Linked DNA regions of Hordeum vulgare: regions 2 and 3 are each linked to region 1. A link is a contact called in public Hi-C data. All regions are on one chromosome and are shown on one strand. Each heading gives the region's core, a stretch centred on a gene start, on an enhancer-like site or on the middle of the called end of the contact. The rest is flanking DNA. Distances are from core to core; before and after follow the strand shown.

Region 1 (4,392 bases), core at 1,301-3,800:
TTGCTACAGATCGAAGTGGGGGATGTGTCAAAATTACATCTTGACTAACACACATCGTGCATCAAGAGTTAGTTGTCCAACTGAAATCCCTATCCGCCGCAGGGGTTGCCTCAGAAATTAAGATAGGGATAATGAGACAAAAGCATTTGGCATTTTATGACTACACCTCTTGAATTCCCAAGTATAGGATCGGTGTTACCATACTAAATCCTTCTGTCACCGGTGTTCAGGATACCACTTCACGGTCTCCCCGCCCTTAGCCTGTCTGTGACTCGATCTCCATTATCCTTGGTACCTGGAGGGATGAAGAACCCGAATCAGACAAGAGACAACTAAGGACCGATTTTATGCTACACATACGAGACATTATTTCAAAGTACTTCCACAAATCCCAGCAACAAATATATCGATTTGCAAGGCTCTTGCCTCAACCCATGACCTTACCTAACTACTCAAACATGGAGATCAGATCACATGAAGAACCCATCGAAGAACACATCATGAAAATTAATTGATTAATACACGATTAGAAGTATGGCTGGATTGATAAGAACTATAGTGGTGGTGAAGGTTGTGGTTATGTACATGGGAAAATGGCAGCGGCTAGGGTTGATGTAAATGGGAAATGTGGAGATGACAAGGACTAGCTTGTGCGACGATCTATTGTTGATCATTTGGGCCCTTTATAAAGGTTGTTCACGTGGATCAGGCGCCCCCATTGGTTGTCCATATGATCGCCCATATGAGCGGGCACGGTCGTATGGAACACCGACTTTTGCTCTGTTTCCTCTTGTACGCCTCCAACTGATCTTCTCTGTCTTCCACTTTACTCCTTTCCATGTATCCGCTTGATTTCGTTCATAAATAGACCATTTCCCATGGAAACAAAATAAAGATAGGAGCTTTAGAATCCTTAGTATTTAGTAGTCATTAGTGACAACATCGAAGCAAATATCTCGGTTTTAATCAAAATATTTCATCGTCCTCGCCAACAACGATATTGGTTAGAGGACGATGAGGTTTTGGTTAGAGGAGTCTAAAAATAACACTCATCATCTATTCAGAGTTGTAGGTGTGTCTAGCTTTCATCTAGATGAGACATAACCCCTACAATGTTGGATTTAGAGGGTCATTTGTGAATTGTGAGGAGATAATGTAGGAGTTATATAAGACTATTAATTCACATCTAGATGAGAATTAATAAATCCGTAATATTTTTATATGGAATAGAGACCTTCGGGTCCTTGCCCTTATTAAAGGGGATTTTCTTTGTTTGCTTTATGGTTCCTAGTGCATACTTTACAAAAAGAATGTTAGATGCCACAGAAGTGTGATGTAAGAGCATCTACAACCAGACTTGGCAAATGTGCCCCTTATACGCTCGCGGGGGATCACTCGCTCTCTAGGCGGGTCACTCACTGGATATCATCCATGCCCGCGTACTCCGATATCATCCTTGCGTCCTATTCTGCCTACATCTGGGCCACATACCCCCTGCACCCTTGTCGCGTGTTCCGTTGTTGTCATCCTCGCTTGCTCATTCAAGAGGCTTTCGTCTATCTTCGCATCCTCCGGTCTCGTGCGATGTTCTCCGGCTTGCACGATGTAGCCGACGGGACGCCGATGAATGGGGCGGACGCAACCTCGGTCGCGACAGTCAGGGACGGGCTGGACAACATATCAACCGGCAGATCGACATCGGCGGTGAGGATCGAGAGCAAGGGTAGCGGACAACAAGGGCTCGGACGCGGAAAAGGATGAAGGGAAGCGGGAGGACGATTTGGCGCAATTTGTTATGGGTTAGGAATATGTGGTCCGACTTGGCAGTCGCGTCCGGTCTTTTTGTATTCGCTCTACATCTAAATTAAACATGAGGGGTGCTAGTTAGCTCAAGCATTTGAGGCTTGTTTTAGGTGTGTGTGGATTTTTATTTTTACAGGACCGTCTTTTTTAGGAGGTTTGGGGTGCCCGCTCTAAATTCCTCAACATTCATATGGATGAACGTGCTCCAACAATCCAAATTCCAGATTTTTCACTCTTAGAGCATGGTTAATAGTATGGCCAACTGTTGGCTATAAGACATCTTATAGCCCATCTTATAGCTAACTTGTACAATAGTTAGCTATAAAAGAATACTACTTTTATCATATATGGCCCATCTTTCATTCTCACAGAGTACCTAGGAGCACGTGCTAGAGCTGGCTCTTCACGAAAAGTCCGCTTCCCTTCTCTCTCCTCTTCTCTCTCAACCAACTTAGCAAAAATATAATATTTTATTCCTTACAACCTACTGACTTTACCTTATTGTACTTGCTCTTACTATTATGGACGCGATTACATTCCTACTCTGTGGATTGATTAGAAGTAGTACTAGCTTTGGATCATGCACGCCTCTGGCCATGTCCCGTAGAGTCCACTAAACCACTGAACCCACGCTATCAGGGCCATAATTACCGTAGTAGGAGTACTGTATTCCGGAGACAAATGCGGGGGACCCCAAGCCTACCATAAATCCTCTCCCCCCACCATAAATCTCCCCCCGCCGCGCCCCCTCCCCCCCGCTACGCGTCCCCCGCGAAACTCCCACCCCTCCTCGCTCTCCCTCTGAGCTGTGGCATAGCTGTCTTCCTCTCCCCACTTCCACCTCCACTCACCCCCCCCCCCCCCCCCCCCCCTCGTCCTCGCTCCTCCTCCGTCCATCCACTACCCAACTGCTGCCAAATCTTAGCGCCGCACCGAGCGGCTCCGTTTGGTTTCCTGGATTCTTCTGCGAGAAATCTAGGTGATTAGATGAGGACGGCCGCGGTGGTGCTGCTCCTCTGCTTTTTCGCCTTCGCCGGCAGCGGCGGGGGCGGTGCCGTATGGGCGGAAGGAGTCAGGGAGACGGCGGCTGTGGAGGTGGACCCTGCCTGGCGGTTCCCTAGCCCGCGGCTGCGGGACGCGTACGTCGCGCTGCAGACGTGGAAGCAGCAGGCCATCTTCTCCGACCCCAAGAACCTCACCGGCGACTGGGTGGGCCCCGGGGTCTGCAGCTACACCGGCGTCTTCTGCGCGCCCGCTCCGTCGTCGGGCGAGCTCGCCGTCGCCGGGGTCGACCTCAACCACGGCGACATCGCGGGTTACCTCCCGTCCGAGCTCGGCCTCCTCTGCGACCTCGCGCTGCTCCACCTCAACTCCAACCGCTTCTGCGGCCTCGTGCCCGACACCTTCCGCCGGCTCGTCCTCCTCCACGAGCTCGACCTCAGCAACAACCGCTTCGTGGGCGCGTTCCCCACCGTCGTGCTCCAGATGCCGTCCCTCAGGTTCCTCGACCTCCGCTTCAACGACTTCGAGGGCGGCGTTCCGCGGGAGCTATTCGACCGCCCGTTCGACGCCATCTTCCTCAACCACAACCGCCTCCGCTTCCAGCTCCCCGACAACTTCGGCAATTCGCCCGTGTCCGTCATCGTCCTCGCCAACAACGACTTCGGCGGCTGCCTCCCGGCCAGCCTCGGCAACATGTCCGACACGCTCAACGAGATCCTCCTCATCAACAACGGCCTCACTTCGTGCCTCCCGGCCGAGGTCGGGATGCTCCGGGAGGTGACGGTGTTCGACGTCAGCTTCAACGCCCTCGCAGGGCCGCTGCCGCCACAGGTGGCCGGGATGCAAAAGGTGGAGCAGTTCGACATTGCGCACAACCTGCTGTCGGGGACCGTGCCGGAGGCCGTGTGCGACCTCCCACGGCTCAAGAACTTCACCTTCTCCTACAACTTCTTCACCGGCGAGCCGCCATCCTGCGCGCGCGTCGTGCCTGCCGACGGCGACCGCCGGAACTGCCTCCCCGACCGCCCCGCCCAGCGCATGCCGCAGCAGTGCGCCGCTTTCTATGCCCGCCCACCCGTCGACTGCGCAGCTTTCCAGTGCAAGCCGTTTGTCCCACCTCGGCCACCCCCACCGCCAGCATACCCCGGCCCGTTGCCACCAGTATACCCCATGCCATACGCGTCGCCGCCGCCGCCTCCACGCTACCGATGATTCTTTGGCAAGAGAAGCGTTTGCCAGTTTCACTTTCCCTTGCCGCACCCCTCGACGCCGGTGTGGAAGAGCGAGGGGAGCTCACCGTCACAAAAGTACGTGGTCATTGTTGTTCGTGGATTACCAGTTCTTGATTGATAGCTACCGGCGTAAAGAAGAACGTGGTGCATATATCCTTTTCTTGTTTTTTTGCATTGGTTGGTGTCTGTTTTCCGCGTCGTCGTCTTCGATCCGTTTGCGCGGTGGCGATGGCGAAAAGGATTGGAGCATGGCGATGGGGAAATCTGAAAGGTGGGAACAAATCGAGCTTGGATTGATGGCTGCTAATTGGGTTGTGAATAATAAACTGGTTGAGGGAGACGGGTTTAAAGCTGA
Region 2 (4,392 bases), core at 1,309-3,808, 420 kb after region 1:
ACTTTAATTATATACATATAAACGTGAAAATGTTTCTAATGTATACGTAAAATTTCAAAATTTAATTGTAAAAAGTAGAATATGCCAATCGTTTGTAAGAAAAATATTAATCATATTTCTAAAAAACGTTTGTGACAACTAAATAAATGTCAAACATTTTACGAAAGTGTATATAAAAATTCATAAAATTATTACGCTAATGTAAAAAATAAATTCATGTAATTCAAAAGTATATTTCATAAATTGTACAAAAATGTTTTCATAGTTCAAAAAAGATGTTCATATAATTTAAAAAATATTTGTACAATGTACAAAAAATATTTCATAGTTCAAAAATATAAAAATATATTTTAATATGTATATAGAAAAATATAGTGAAAACATGTTTTTCAAATTCAGAAAATATTCTTGCTTTTATAAAAATGTTCCAAATTTCAAATAATTTTTGTTTTTCCAATAAAATCATAACTTCAAAAAATCTTTCGTATTTTAGAAAAATGTCTGATATTTCTGTAATAAAAGGGATTATTTAAAAATATAGTTTTTTGTCAAAAACAATTATTGTTTTTGTTTTTCATTTTTTTCCTTCATTTCTTCTTTTTTCCTTTTCCTATTTTGTTTTTTTGAAATTTTCTTTTTTCTAAATTTCAGAAAATGTTCACCTGTTCATAATTTCTGTTTAAATGTTTGTGCTTCAAAAAATAACAAGGAATTGCAAAAAATGTTCTTGCTTTCAAAATGTGTTCATATTTTCTAAAATTATCGTGTTTCAAAAATTGTTCTAGTATTAAAAAACTGCACGATTTCAAAAAATATTCGTTTTTGAATAAATTGGTCACAATTGTCTAAAAAATGGTTTCCTTTTCCCAAAATGTAGGTAAGTTCAAAAAATATCCTTGTTTTGAGAAGTGTTGCAAAAATGTTCCCGCGTCAAAACTTGTTCAGAAATTTCAAAAAATGTTCTTTTAAAAAAAGAGTGTTCTTAGTTTTTAAGATGCTCCTATTTTCAAATTTGTTCATAAACTAACAAATTGTTTATGTTTTCCAAAAATGTGTGTGTATTTCAAAAATTATTCCGAAATTAAATAAATGTTCCGATTTTATAAATTTGAATAATAAATTTTAAAAGCATCCGTGTTTCCAAAAAAAATATTCATGATTTAAAAAAATATCAAAATTTGATAAAATACACCTCCTTTCAAAGAAAAAAAATCATATTTTCAAGGATTTTTCACATATTTAAAAAATGTTCATCCTTTTTTTAAATCCTTCAGGAATTCGAAAAGATTTCCGTTTATAAATGTTGCTCGTAAATACAAAAGCTTTTTAAGTTTTGATTTTTTTAAAGCAGTAACCTTTTAGAAAAAAGAGAAAGATGAAGACACAAGAAAATAAAGAACAGGAGAAAAAATAAAAAAATAAAAAAATAAAATGGAAAAGAAGTAACTAAAGTGAAAAAGTGGGAAAAAAGAGAAATAAAAGTGAAAGCTTAACTCGGCCAGCCCGGCCATTTTGCCATGCCCCTACCTGTGCGAAGCGGCGACAATTTGCCGCAGAGAAAGCCTATTCGCTGGTCGTTGCGAAAACAGTGTTGGGCTTCACACAGGATACGATTGTGCCCGCTGTGCACGGCTTGCTTAACGTTCCATCGCCCCTGATTTTCCAGCCAGTTTTTTCGGTTTCAGAAAACTTCTAAAAGATTCTATGAACCGGTTTTTCTTTCATTTTTAATTTTTTCTTGTTTCTTTTTTTTTCTTCTATGTTTCAGTTTAAAAAATATTTTGGAATTTCAAGAATTTTTCTGAATGCTCTGATTTTCGAAAAATGGTTGTAATATTTAAAAATTCTTCTTCAGATTCATAAAATATTTTTTCTTTTCAAACAAATGTTCTGGATTTGCAAAAAAAATCTTCAAATTTGAAATATGTTTTTGCTTTTAAAAAAATGGTCTGGATTTTCAAAAAAAAACTCGTGATTTTCAAGAACTGTTATGTGTTATAGAATATTGTTCTTGAAATTTGATTTTTTTTTTTGCTTTTTGTAAAAATGTCCTAATTTCAAATTGTTGTCGTTTATCACAATTGTTCATAACAACAAAAAATATTCGAGATTTTACAAAAATGTTAGATTTTCCAAAAATGTTCAGTATTTTCAAAAAAGGTTTGATATTTTCATAAAATGTTCGAAATATCAAAAGAGAAACAATTTCTTAACTAAGTTTTTGTTTGCGAATTGTTCTTGAAATTTATGAAATGTTCTTGCTTCTAAAAAATAGTAAAATTTTAAAAACTTGTTGTTTTTCAAACTTCATTCATGAATTCAAAAATGCTCTGAATTTTCAAAAAATATTCTTCAAATTCAAAAAATGTTTTTGCTTCAGATATGCAAAGAAAAGAAAAACGGACCAAAAATTAAAAAAAAGGAAACAAGTAGAAAAGAGAAACAGAAGAAAAGAAAAAATGAGAAACATTAAATTTTTTGAGACGAAAAACAAGCTGGGCTGGCCAAGTTAGGGCGAGCCCCGTGTGTGTGCTAGCCCTTCCCTGCCGCAAAATGCTATTTGACGCATTGTGCCAAGTCTTGTCGGAGACGATCGATCTGGCACAGTTAGCGCGCTTGCACTGTCCAGTTTTGGGAATCTTTCGCAGCAGGTTTTTTCTCGTTTTGTTAAACTTCTAGAAGGTCCCTTGAAGCAGTTTTTTTTTTCTTTTTTTCTTTTTTTCTTACCATATCTGTGCCAAAAAATGTTTTTGGATTTTCAAAAAAATATATTTTTAAAAAATGTTCTGTATTTTTCAAATATTGTTCTCGGTTTCATAATTTGTTCTTACTATTCAAATTTGTTTTCCTTTTCAAATTTTTTTCTCAATATTCAAAAAATGTCTGTGCTTTACTAAATTGTTTGCGCTTTCAAATTTCTTCAGCTTTTTCAAAATAGTTCTCGGTTTCAAAATCTCATCTCAAAATTCGAGAAATGATTGTGCTTTAAAAATTTGATCGCTCTTGTAAATTTGTTAGGACTTTTTCAAATTTGTTCTCAGTTTCAAAATTTCTTCGCAAGATTCAAAAAATATTCATAATCCAAAAAATTGTTCTCATTTCAAAATTTGTTCACGTTTCTCTAAAATTGTTCACGGTTTTATAATTTATTCTCAAAATTTAAAAAATGTTTGTGCTTTAAAATTTTGTTTGCGCTTTCAAAATTGTTCTCCTTTTCTCAATTTTGTTCCCACGATTCGCTTTACAAAATTGTCCGCGCTTCCACAATTGTTCACGTTTCTCAGTTTCAAATTTTATTCTCAAAATTCCAAAAATTGTCGTGCTTTAAAAATTTGTTCACGCTTTCAAATTTGTTTGGTTTTTCAAAAAGTTTCTCCTCTTCAAAATTTTGTTCTAAAGATGAAAAAAATATTCATGCTTTAAAAAAATGTTCGCGTTTCCAAATTTGTTCCAGTTTTTTTTAAATTGTTCTCGGTTTTAAATTTTGTCCTCAAAATTCAGAAAAATGTCCGAGCTTTATTTTTTTTCGGGCTTTCAAATTTGTTCGCGGTTTTTCTAACATTTTTCGTGATTCCTCGATGTTTGAGAGCAGTTTCAGAAATGATGCCCACATGACAAGCTGCAGCGAGCATATTTTCGTGACTTTTTCTAAACCGCTCGTCAGAATTAAGCAAATGATATGACATTGGAAAGATATCGTCGATTCGCATCTTTTTCATGTAGATTACTCTTTTGAATTCCTTACGATTTGAGAGTAATTTCGAATTTCATGAAAAATATAATTCTTTTTTTCAAAAAAATCGTTTTTTTAACTGTTTTCGCTGCAGCTTTTAAACCGTTCGTGAGAACGAGGCGTATGATATAGCGTTGAAATCTGAGGAATAAGCTCACCTTTCATATGTTGGTCATTTGTTGGGATTCCTAGCGGTTTTAAATGAATTTTAAAAACGGTGTGGCTGCCTACAAGTTGCATCAAGCGTATTTTCATAAAAAAATTCAAACCGCTCATCGGAACAAAGCAAATGATACGGCGTTGGGAAAATATCGACGAGACACATCTTTTTCATGTAGAACACTTTCTCTAATTCCTTACAATTTAAGAACAATTTTAAAATTACCAAAATGTGGACACTCTGTCTTTTTTTACGAGACCCAAATCAACGTGTGAACTGGATCAGATAAAAGGGCACACTTCTTTTTAATTTTTATAAATCCGGAAAAAATCCTCGTTGATTTTTACGGTGTTTGGAGTTGCGCAAAATAGGTATCTCAACTTTGCTCCTCTTTCATGCCAGAATTCCAGCTACCGGCATTTTCCCTCTTCATGTGAACCTTGCAAAAAAAAAGAGAAAAGGCATAAGTATTGTACCGTGAAGTGAAATAACTGCCCAA
Region 3 (4,392 bases), core at 608-3,107, 320 kb before region 1:
TGAGGCCACCGTTTCACTAAATGAGGTGAATGAGAGTACATTATTTCTGTCTAATAAGCTTGATAGCACTGTTTCCAGGATTTGTGCTATTAAAGAAGAGAAAGAGGTGCTTTCAGCGGCTCTTTTGGAGCAAAAGAAAAGGACAGCCGAAGCTCAGAAAAATATGGTGGACGCTCAGCATCTTATTAAAAGGCTCGGGATGGAGAGAGAGAATAGTGAAATCAGGAATAAAAAGCTTGAAGAGGAATTGGCCACAGCAAAAGGTGAGATGTTATATCTGAGGAGGCAGATTACTGCAAGTGGGTCACAGAATACAGATGTTATGGAAGCAAGCCCAACACCAAATTTCAGTCAACCTCTGGAAGATCGTGTTCCAAATACCAGTAGTACTGATGCTGTACCTCCTCGTTCTGCTAAGAAGATCTATAGGAGAAGAAAAGACAGACCATCAACATAAGCATTATCAGAACATGTGATCTACCATCAATCTTCCATTTGCTCTCATTTCCAACATTTGAATGGTAGCACTTTATAAGAAATGTTTTTGTTTAACTTCCAACATTTGAAAGCTAGCATATTAGACTACTCTAGATTATGAGGAATTGCAAATGTATGTTTATCTGTGTACAAATGTGTTGTTGTCTTGAGTGTGTCATGAATTATAATATGGCGACTCATGCTATCTTCTTACTAAAACACTTCAAACTGCACGTGCAATCTGCTTATCCAGCATTAGGAATGCTTCTATTCTGGTACTGTTTACTTTTCTGTCTCATGTTCTGCATTTTTATCATGAACCTACATTCTCCTGATTCATTTAACTCAAGTGCGAATTATGAGATGGCGGGAGGAAGTTTATTAATGCCTTGACATCTTCTGCTTGATTTGTGAGCATTGGGATTTTGAGAAAGAACAAAGTTCCCAGACTTCGGGAGTCAAAAGGTATGCAGTTTCCTTTCACCTCCCATTCCCCCCAAAACATATGGTGCTGCAAAAACTTGGTCTGCTGCTGCTTATATATGAAAACCATTCCAACTATTTTCAATTTTCCATGCTGGGTCTTAGCATACTGTTCTTTCTGTTTTATCACATGCCCTATTGTTATATATTTATCTGCATCTTGCCAGAATCTGGTCTTAAGATTCCAGAATAGTTAGTCTCAATTATCCTTGAATGAATTATTTATGTGTTTCTAAATTGTTAATTTCCCACTGTCTTTTTCCCTGATTACATGTTGTCATTTCATTTGTCAGGAATTTGCTACTCCCTCTGTAAATAAATATAAGTGTTTAGATCACTAAATTAGTGATATAAACGATCTTATATTTCTTTACAACGGAGGGAGTACTTTGATTCAGAAGACTTCTTTTGGTATCTCTCGTCTTCAAAATGACTTGTCTATTCTAGTATGGATGATGCGGATCTGGATAGGCCATCCCTGATTCCATGCGGCCATGGTGTTGTAATTATTGAAAAATTGCACCTATAGTATTTTCACCAGAATGTTTAAATGTAGGACCGCCATACATTTGACCACAGCGCTATGTTAGCATGTGCAACTATGGTTTGGGTTGAACACACCATGTTCAAGTGATTCTCGTTTTCCTTTGTTATCAGGGTGCCTTTAGGTTGCACCCACTTTTGCTGACTTTATTGCAGTTGTACTTCCCAGTTTGTTCTCTTTGAAATGTCCAAATCTTCCACAATGGGCATTGCAAGCACTACCTAGTTGCCATATGAACGTATGGTAAACCTGACAAATAATATGCCCCTTCCATATCGACAAGGGCAGTCTATCTCTGTGGAAGGAATGGAAGGAGGCAAGATCATTTCCTATCTTACCTGAATTGTAACTAATGGGTACCGCTCTCTGGATGTATAGATGGGGCGTACTGAAGCCGATGGCCAGGAGAGGAGATTCTGTAGAGTGGAATCCGGTTTCACCTGCGAATGGACAACGTGCGCGGTGGCGTGTGGCTCTGGCTGGGCAGGTTTGGCTCGGCGCCGTGGGACGCGGATCGACGGCTGGGAGCAGCGGGCGGCTGGCACATGTTGGGCGCGGGGACTTGCAGGGCGAGGCAGGCATGGCGTCTCCCGAGCGTGAGGTGTGCTGCGGGTGGAGGGCCCTGCTAGTTCTCTGCTCTGCTGCTTCGCCTCGGCTGGTGGGTGGGTGGTTGTCTGCCGGTGCGGGCTATAGCAGGTGGTCGGTACTGTTTAGGAAAAACTGATTCCTTAATCATTCGTTACTGTTTACAGCGATTATATATCGTCCGGACAGACGCGACGCTTTGTGAAGAGACGCCGGTTCCAGAACGACCGGGAGAGGCGTCGGTTGAGGACAGAGCCGTCCGACGGTTGGGAAAAGTAGATTTCCTAATTACATTGGTGTAATAAATCTTAACATTCTCCATAATCTACGCTTGATCATGTAGAATCGTCTCATGATCATCCAGATAGGGCTATCATCTTGAAAAGATTCTCCTTCAAAAAGTTCTTCATGAAAACTTAATGAGAACCTGAAACATAAACTCACAAAGAGATAGCATAATGTGATGTTATTAAGGATATCTTAAGGAAAGACTTCACCTGTTGCCTGCAAGTCTCTAAGTCGCCGCATACCAATTTCATGAACATATTTCTGAAATGTTGAGTTTGGTAGAGACTTAGTAAATAAATCAGCAAGGTTGTCGCATGATTTGACTTGCAGAATGTTTATTTCCCCGCTTTTCTGAAGATTGTGGGAGAAAAACCATTTAGGAGAAATATGCTTAGTGATATTGCTCTTGATGTATCCTGTTTGCATCTCTGCAACACAAGCCGCATTATCCTCATAGATAATGGTGTGTGATTCAATTGAACCAATTTCACATGACTGTTGTATGTGGTTTATCATTTTGCGAAGCTATACACATTCACATGATGCTTCAAATAATGAAATTATTTCAGAATGATTGGTAGATGTAGCCACTAGAGTCTGTTTTGAAGACTTCCATGATATAGCTGTACCACCATGTAGGAACACAAAACCGGTCTGAGATCTGGCATTATGGGGATCAGACAAATAACCGGCATCTGCATACCCAATCATATTAGAGTCCACATTGCTCTGAAGTTGGAAAAATAGGCCTAGATCCTTTGTGCCTTGGAGATATCGAAAGATATTCTTCACTCCAGACCAATGACGTTTGGTGAGAGCTGCGCTGTGTCTAGCAAGTAGATTTACTGCAAATGCAATATCAGGTCTTGTGCAATTTGCAAGATACATAAGCGCTCCAACAGCACTGAGATATGGAACTTCAGGTCCCAACACCTCTTCTCCATCATCCCTCGGTCTGAACGGATCTTTCTCTACGTCTAGAGATCGAACCACCATAGGAGTTTTAGATAGATAGGATTTGTCCATACTAAATTTCTCCAATATTTTCTGGATATAGGTAGCTTGGTGTACCATGATTCCTAAGCGAAGGTGCTCAAGTTGAATACCTAAGCAAAATTTGGTTTTACCCAAATCCTTCATCTTAAATTCCATCTTTAGGTGATTGCTTGCTTCATCAATGTCTGGTGCACTGCCGATGATGTTGAGATCATCAACATACACAGAAATGATGCAAAATCCTGTGGAGGACTTCTTGATGAAGACGCATGGGCAATCATCACTATTGGAGTAACCTTTCTGAAGAAGGAACTCACTTAGTCGGTTGTACCACATCCGTCCCGACTGTTTTAAGCCATATAATGACTTATTCAGCTTTACACAATACATGCTGCGTTTTGCACTGTTATTCGGGATAGAGATTCCGTCAGGAACCTTCATATATATGTCCGAATCTAGTGACCCGTAAAGATATGCGGTCACGACGTCCATCAACTGCATGGATAGACGATTTTGTAGTGCCATAGATATAAGATATCGGAAAGTTGTTCCACTAATTACTGGAGAGTATGTCTCATTGAAATCAATGCCGGGTTTCTGCGTAAAACCTTGTGCTACGAGCCTTGCTTTATATCTCACCACCTCATTGTTCTCATTCCGTTTCCGGAGGAAAACCCATTCGAGTCCCACACGGAAAACATTGGGAGGTGTAGGTATTGCTTCAGTGAATACCTTCCTTTTGTTAAGCGAGGCAATTTCTGCTTGGATTGCATCCTTCCATTTAGGCCAGTCAGAGCGCCTTTGGCACTCGACGATAGACCTTGGATCATGATCAGTGATAAGGGTATCTGCAATCTTTTCAGCAAAATATATGTCGACAGTCGTAGTTTTGCGGTCAAATGATTTTCCAGAATCAACATAGTTGATGGAAATTTCTTGCACCCCTAGAGACTCTTCGTGATTTCCCAATATGATTGAGTCTGGGTGTTCCGATGTTTCAGCTAGTTTGTGCACACTGG

The links. A called contact is a pair of places that touch in the nucleus more often than the background predicts.
Region 2: a contact with region 1 is called in a Hi-C map of leaf, with 2.6 times the contacts expected there. The contact joins the enhancer-like site here to the promoter of LOC123427000 in region 1. A contact is called at or near these places in 2 of 6 Hi-C or Micro-C datasets (both in leaf).
Region 3: a contact with region 1 is called in a Hi-C map of leaf, with 2.4 times the contacts expected there. The contact joins the promoter of LOC123427019 here to the promoter of LOC123427000 in region 1. A contact is called at or near these places in 3 of 6 Hi-C or Micro-C datasets (leaf and seedling).

The regions. Positions count from the first base shown.
Region 1 is chr1H:129,594,634-129,599,025 of MorexV3_pseudomolecules_assembly, reverse strand. It overlaps LOC123427000 (leucine-rich repeat extensin-like protein 4), which reads left to right and starts at 2,550. Exons shown (of 1, transcript XM_045110930.1): 1 at 2,550-4,392. The coding sequence starts at 2,791. The coding sequence ends at 4,017.
Region 2 is chr1H:129,177,512-129,181,903 of MorexV3_pseudomolecules_assembly, reverse strand. No RefSeq gene overlaps it. Among protein-coding and RNA genes, the nearest start is that of LOC123426992, 310 kb to the right of the region's middle. Within about 2 kb of position 2,558, at least 2 of the 3 cell types and tissues checked have open chromatin away from gene starts, as enhancers often do. A contact at or near this core is called in leaf, where this site is marked.
Region 3 is chr1H:129,917,105-129,921,496 of MorexV3_pseudomolecules_assembly, reverse strand. It overlaps LOC123427019, which reads left to right and starts at 1,857. Exons shown (of 2, transcript XM_045110953.1): 1 at 1,857-2,162; 2 at 2,257-2,431. The coding sequence starts at 1,857. The coding sequence ends at 2,391. It overlaps LOC123427009 (MAR-binding filament-like protein 1), which reads left to right. Exons shown (of 3, transcript XM_045110942.1): 3 at 1-710. The coding sequence ends at 457.